Linked DNA regions of Mus musculus: region 1 is linked to region 2. Evidence: chromatin contacts called from public Hi-C data. All regions are on one chromosome and are shown on one strand. The core of a region is the stretch at or near the end of the contact, and the rest is flanking DNA. Distances in the headings are between cores, read along the strand shown.

Region 1 (3,399 bases), core at 463-2,962, 39 kb before region 2:
CAAAGCCAGAGCTGCCTGTGTCCCGGGTCTCCCACAGTAGGTCGGACGGAGCCGGAGACTCCCCAGCTGTGCACGGTGCTCAGTTGGCCTGTGGCGTCCGTGCAGATAGGAAAGATTTGAAGATTTGTGTTGGTGACTGTGTAGTGTAGACTCCTTATCATCCATCCCTCCTTCCCCGAATAGTGGGTCAGAGTTGCACACCGCACTCACCACTTTGGGTTACATGAGTACAGGGGAATAGAACTTGGGTACCCTGGATCTTAGTTAGTGTGTGCTCTACCGCTGACCTGCCCCAAACCCCTCTCTCTACTGAAGTGCGTGAAATAAGTCACTTAGAGGGGACCAAAAAAAAAAAAAAGACCCCAAAGCATCATGCTGTGGTCATGAGCACAGTGTGTCCAAGTGACCGTTCAAAGGACAGACTCCAGACAGAGCTGGCTAGTGTGTTTCTCGGTCTGCAGTGACAATAGGCTGATTCTTATGACTGGAAAGACAACAGAGAGCTCCTTATTTAACTCCAAACTCAAAGAATTTGACCAACGATAAGGACAAAAGGCAAAGTGCCCCTGTCCCTGGGGCCAGTCCTGCACGAGATACTCTCAGATGTGGCTGCCTAGGGGCTGGAGGAGGGCAGGAGGTGGGCATTGGGAGTTGTGGGAGTGGCTATGAGAGTGAGGGACTGATCATAGGGCGTGCACTGTCCTGGAGTCACCACGGGGAGTGGATAGCCACGAGAGGAGTAGGTGACCATGGGGAAACAGACTGGTGGTGGTATTGGGAGCAGGCAGCCACCTGAGCCACAGGGAAATGGGATTCCATGTGAGCTGCCAGGGAAGCGAGTGACCAGTCACATGGGTGATCAGTCACATGGGTGACCGTGGGGAAATGAGCTACCCCTTGAAAAGCCACTGGGTATGAATGAGCTCTCCTGGGGTTTAAGTGACCAGGGAGGGTCAGTAGGGGCCAGAGGTCACAGCATGTGGGCCCTACCCTAACTCTTGCCTTCTTTCTAGTTAGGTTCAGGAAGACCCCTGGCCTGGCTGCACTTGTCTGAAAGGGATAAGAGTAGCCATTTGTGAGAGTGTGGGGTGCTGTTCTGAGGACTGACCAGTGGCAGGCAGGTCCCAGGCTTCCAAGTTCAGAGACCCAGGTCTGAATCCCTGTGCTGGGTTAGGTCTGTCCCCAGGAAGGGAGAGAGTGTGTGTGGTACCCCAGAAGTGGCCCGGTCCCAGTCGTCTTCCATAACGCCAAGTTCCCTAATCAACATTTCTCCTTGGGGAGACCAGGCCCTGTCCCCACCACACAAAGCTTAGTCACACATCGAGACTGCCAGTCTAGACATGTCACTCTGGGGAGTAATCCCTTGAATTCTGAAGGGTCAGGGTTTTTGGGGAGAGCCCAAGTAGGCTGACACAGGAAAGGGGTGGGTAGTGGCTTCAAAGGAGGTAGCCCAGCATGGGACCAGACCACCACTGAAACCTAGGCTGTCCCCCCACAGAGATGCCCCGGGTAGCCCAGTCTAGCTGACATCCACAGCGTTTGCGGGCCCAGCACTGCTTAGCTGACACTGGCTAAATAAAAACCCAACAGCCTGTGCCAATAAGTCTGGGGCAGGCTGCCAGTGAAGACAAAGGCCCAGAGGCAGTGTCGGGCCATGTCTGTGCCAGAGGAACTCCAGGCACTCTGTGCCTGCTCTGCCCAGTCTGAGGAGGCCAGGATGTCTGAAGTCTTGGCAAGAGAGGACCAAGTGGAAAAAGTCCCCAGTGAGACAGGAACCTCAGCTGTGCCGAGTCACTGTGCCCATTGGTGACAAGAAGGTCTGGCATGTACCATGTGAGAGCCGCAGCTGCTCAGGGAGAGGCAGCCCCCCCCCCCCGCCCTCTCCCACCCCCTCAGCTCTCCTCCTCCAGCAGCAGAGGCCCCACTGCTTTGAGCCTCAGTCACCTTGCTGGGATCATAGCGCTTTGGCAATGTCTGCAGACTTCGTTGTCAAAAGTAAGAGTGTGTGAAGGGTGTTAGTGGCACTGGATGGGAGACCCTGGGGTGTGGCTGAATTGCCACAAGTGCACAGTACAATCCCCTCATACCCACACCCCATCCCGGCCACTGCCACCACATACACAGTGTCTTTCTTTCCTTAAGCACAGTTATCTGAAGAATTGGGGTTGAATGCAGTCCAAGCCCAGAGACCTCATCCCCAGCGTGGTGATGCTATTGGAATTAAGAGAGAGGGTAGATAGGAAACTGGTCTGAGCAGGACTAGAAAGTGAAGAAGCTCTTGCATGAGGAAGACCAGCAACCCTCAAATGGGATCTGAGGCCACCCACAGCACGGTCCACAGCACCGTGTCCTGCTGCCCTCACAGCAGCTCCCAAAGTGAGGGGGCTACCTGGACAAGGAGGGCAGTGAGAAGCTTAGCGGTGCTTAGCTGAGCTGTGGCTACCTGCTGTGTGATGTCCCCAGTCATCTCTGTCTTCTCAGGTCACCTGTCATTGCTCAGAAGTCCCCAGGGCTGGAGAGTCACAGGGGCTTGTCACCAACCAAGCCAGTGTCTTGGGAGCCACTAGTCTTGGGGTAGGATTTGCCTGGCCTTCTGGAGCTCCCAAGACCATGGAGGACTGGAAGGAGCGAGACTTTGAGGATGGGCCTGATCCTGCAGTATCTCAGGAGGCCTTGGGGTGACTTGGTTACTGGGGAGTTTTGTGGAGCTGAGAGCAGGTCAGTTGGCACACTCTTCAACAGCTGCTATTTGGATAGCAGAAGGCAGAGAGGGGTCATCCAGCCAGCTCCAAGACTGGTGATGGACGACTGGGCCGGTTGAAGGGAGAGGTTGAGGTTATGGTGAAGATAGAGGCCACAGGCAGGCAGACCCAGCCGCCCAGGGTTCATGGATGAGACCCAGGGCCTGGGTGGGTATGAGGTAAGAGGTTGGTCTCCAGACAGAGCGCAGTGGAGGGAGAGCTCACACAAGGCCCTTCTTGACAAGGGTGCTGCTGGGATTGTGGGTGGTTCCTGGAACCCACTGCCTCATTTGCCCTGGAAGTCTATTTTCCCTGAATAATTAATCACTCCCCCTCAGGCCAGAGACCCTGTGTTGGAGGACAACCCTGCCAGACAGGTTTTGTCTGCCTGATTGGCCAAGAGCTTTCCAGGGCATTGGGAGGGGAAGCTTCTTAGGCAAGGGCTGGGCTGTTTGAGAAAGGTGTGGTAATTGATTAGTTTTGTCTGTGCTTGTGGCTAGGTGGGGGCAGACATATGGGGCGATTCGGGGTGTATGTATGGGGGACTCCCAGGTGCAAAAGGTGAGTGAGTTCTTTCTCTTTCTGCCTGGGGCGCCCTAGATAAAAGTCTCTTTTGCTCTGGCTTTGGGGACCAACTGCTAAGGAGACAGGCTGTGGT
Region 2 (3,425 bases), core at 257-2,756:
AGCAACCACATGGTGGCTCACAACCATCTGTAAGGGAATCTGATGCCCTCTTCTGGTATACACGGTACATGCAGATAGAGCACTCATATACATGAAATAAATAAATAAATCTTTTGTTTTTTAACATTTCTTTATTATGTGTAGAGTACTCTGGAGGAGTCAAGTGGCATTTTCACAGGGGCTACCTAAGACCATTAGAAAGCACAGATCTTTACATTATGTTTCATAACAATAGCAAAATTATGGTTACAAAGTGTTGATGAAAATCATTTCTATGGTGGGGATCACAACGACGTGCAGAGTTAGGATGGTTGAGAGTCACTGACCTAGGAGGCTCTGACTCCTTCCAGGCAGGTCAGCTAATGTAAGGAAGGGAAGGGAAGGGAAGGGAAGGGAAGGGAAGGGAAGGGAAGGGAAGGGAAGGGAAGGGAAGGGAAGAGGAAAATGCTGAAGAAAGGAGTGAGGAGGGCATGTCCTGAAGCCCTGCTAAGTCTGGAGCCACCTTGGTTAGGGACCAAGCAAGACCCCCTGGGCAAGAGGCGGTTGGTGAGCATGCGCCACCTAGTGGTCAGTTTTCAAATGGCGCCTCTAGGGAACCTGGGCAGTGTCCCTCAATGGGGCCAGCTGAGAGTTCATTTAAAAGCGACTTTATTTATTTTGGGTGGCAACAGGCAGTGCGGTTTCTGTTTTCCTTGGCTGGCTCTGCAGGCACTGTTTTTCCTCCCTGGAAGTCATAAAAAAATCACTTGGAAATGTTAATATTTTCCCATGCACAGGCCCATCCTAAGCTGTGTAGACCTGGCCTGGTCTTGGTCCCTTGGTGACCCTTTCAGGTTCTGTAAGGTGAAGCTGACTGGGGACCTGCCACCTCCTGCTTGCTTGGCAGACATCCTCCAGGCACATCACCTCCTTCTAGTCTCCAACGACTGCTGCTGTCTTGCCCTGTGCACCAGTGACCTGCACACCAGACAGGTACAGAGGTCCCAAGATCATGGCCTCTGCACTCACCCCACCTCCACCCTGTAGCCGGGACCCAGATTCTGGGATTATTGTGAGCTGAGTGGTGGACACAAGGCCATCTCTGTGAGCCCCGATCCCCTCTTACGTAATATGGAACAGAGAAGTGTCTGAGCTGTTCACGGGTCACTGAGAATTTATGAAAGTGAGAAAAGGGGCTCTTTTTCTAGAAGGTATGTGAGTAGATGGTACTACACCTGCCTGTGGGCATGTGGGGGAGGCACAGTAGGTGCCTTTTCCTAGATCTATCTTCCTCCTCACAGGGCTTTCACAGAGTTCTCTTCAGATAGAGCTCTCCCGGTGGGAGACCAGTCTCCACCCCAGAGGCCAAGACTCCTCTCTTCTCTGTCACACAGTCATCCAACTCCAGCTTGCTCACCCACCCCGATTTCAATTTCGATTTCGACACCCTTTCTTTCCGAGAACCACACCAAAGTTTCATTTTCTCTTTCTTTGAAAAGCTGGAGGGCGGGGAGGGGATGGAGCCAGATGGGTATTTGTTTCCGGGATGGTAACAGCTGGTGCCTGCAGGTCCAAGCAGCCATTCTTGCCTGTGGATTCAGAGCCCCAGGCCTGACCACAGTGCCAGAAACTGCCACCCCCTGCCCTAAAGGAGCCCCAAGGCTGCTGTGAGCATGGCAGAAGCTCCTGTTGACTTGAGCACAGGAGGTAAGCTAAACCTCTTCCTTCACCTCGCGTGGGTCCCAGCTGATGTTTCTAAGGCTCCTAGCTCTTTCCTTGGCCCAGACAGCAACAGGATTCTGAGGTCACCACAGGGAAGTCAGCTTGCTTCAAGGATCCTGTGCCCCAGATCCTTCATGTCACCTTACCTCATTGATGAGGTCACCAAGGCCTGTGACAGCCCTCGGGCTCCGAACTGTCATTTCAAGAGAGGACTTTGCTTTGATAAGGAGATGTGACTTTGATTTTACATTCAAGCTCTTCTCCTGCCCTATTTGAACCCTTGCTGAGACTACATACCCTGTCTAGGGGCTTCTGGGCTATGGGAGGCTGCGGGGTGCAGGGCTGTGTGAGGCTGCCATGCTGTGGGCAGGATTTAGTTCACTGCTTTTCTTCTTCATCTTTTGAAAAGCACTTCATTTTTGTTTTTTGTTTGTTTGCTTTTGTTTGGTTTGGTTTTTTCGAGACAGGGTTTTTCTGTGTAGCCCTGGCTGTCTTGGAACTCACTCTGTAGACTAGACTGGCCTCGAACTCAGAAATCCGCCTGCCTCTGCCTTCCAAGAGCTGGGATTAAAGGCGTGCGCCACCACGCCCAGCTGAAAATCATTTCTTATTTCAACATACTAGAAGTGGTTGCTCAAAAGCTATCAGGGAGGAGCCAAGCAAAGACCAGAACTAAGGTCACCTGGTTCCCATGGTTTCCTTTCACTGCTAACCTTTCCAGCCTGTCACCTGCAGCCTTCTGCTTTCCAAAGTCCCACTTTCAGACCCTGCAACCAGTCCTTCAAGTTCACCCTTTGGAGAAGGCTTGGCCTGCCTTGTGTGTCCCTAGGGGCCAGTGGGAGAAAGGAATGAAGGAGAGGCCACTACAGGGCACACTCCCCAGCAAAGGTTTTACAAGGCAAGGCAAAGCCAAGTCAGGAATAGATGCTCAGTGCTATAATCCTTCCCCCAACACCCTCCTCCTCCTCCACCCCCACCCCCAGCCCCACCCTGGGGTGGGGCTGTGGCTGAAGCAGGAGGATTGCTATGAGTTCCAGGCTAGCCTGAGCTAGACTTTGTCACAAGAGGAAAGAAAGAAAGGTAGAGGCAGACTCATGGATAAGCAGACAGACGTGCTGGAAGGGACATGAGGTGGAACTTGGGGATCCTCAGGGTTAGACACGGAGGAGGAGGCTGGGTAGCTAGCAGGGGTGGAGGGCTCTGGGAGGAAGCCTTCTGGAGTTGGCAGGCAGGCATCTGGAAGATGACATTGAGGCTGGGTTAAAGAGCTGAGCTGGGTTTTCAGGACTCCTGCTGTATCAGGCAAGGGAGGAGAGACCCATTTTTCTTATCTGCTGGGCTCCTGGGCTGGGAACACCCATGCCTTCGATGTGGGTGCTGAGCAGGAGAGAAAGGGACTCCTGGCCAGGCTGAGAGGCCATCAAGACACCAAATAGGGACTTCAGGGCTAGACTTGGTTTCCTGCCTCTCCCTTTTGTTCCATCGTCCGAGAGTTGGGGGTTCCTACCTGTTTGGGTTCCACATAGTACACAGGGCAGGCTGTATACTATTTTACCATTTGGCCACCCAGACATCTAGTTGTGGGGTGAGGGGCCACCTGACTGACACCCTTGCCTCTGGGTGGTGTCGTCGTTCCTGTCTGCTTGGCCCAGGTCACAGGTGCCTTCTCTGCTCTGGGGACTAGGCTTAACTCAGCTCTTCTCTGGGTTCCTCCCCAGACAATC

Evidence for each region. A called contact is a pair of places that touch in the nucleus more often than the background predicts.
Region 1: a contact with region 2 is called in a Hi-C map of muscle stem cells, with 2.2 times the contacts expected there. The contact joins the enhancer-like site here to the promoter of Zbp1 in region 2. A contact is called at or near these places in 3 of 15 datasets of contacts at CTCF or cohesin (CD8 T cells, embryonic stem cells and large pre-B cells), 34 of 484 Hi-C or Micro-C datasets (B cells, the C2C12 cell line, CD4 T cells and 19 more) and 9 of 115 datasets of contacts at active chromatin or transcription factors (CD8 T cells, T-cell acute lymphoblastic leukemia, embryonic stem cells and 5 more).

What each region holds. Positions count from the first base shown.
Region 1 is chr2:173,256,099-173,259,497 of GRCm38.p6, reverse strand. The region is part of intron 1 of Pmepa1 (prostate transmembrane protein, androgen induced 1); the gene reads left to right. Among named protein-coding and RNA genes, the nearest start is that of Pmepa1, 19 kb to the left of the region's middle. Within about 2 kb of position 1,712, at least 139 of the 459 cell types and tissues checked have an H3K27ac peak or open chromatin away from gene starts, as enhancers often do. A contact at or near this core is called in the C2C12 cell line, cerebral cortex, embryonic fibroblasts and 7 more, where this site is marked.
Region 2 is chr2:173,217,003-173,220,427 of GRCm38.p6, reverse strand. It overlaps Zbp1 (Z-DNA binding protein 1), which reads left to right and starts at 1,506. Exons shown (of 8, transcript NM_021394.2): 1 at 1,506-1,686; 2 at 3,420-3,425. The coding sequence starts at 1,653.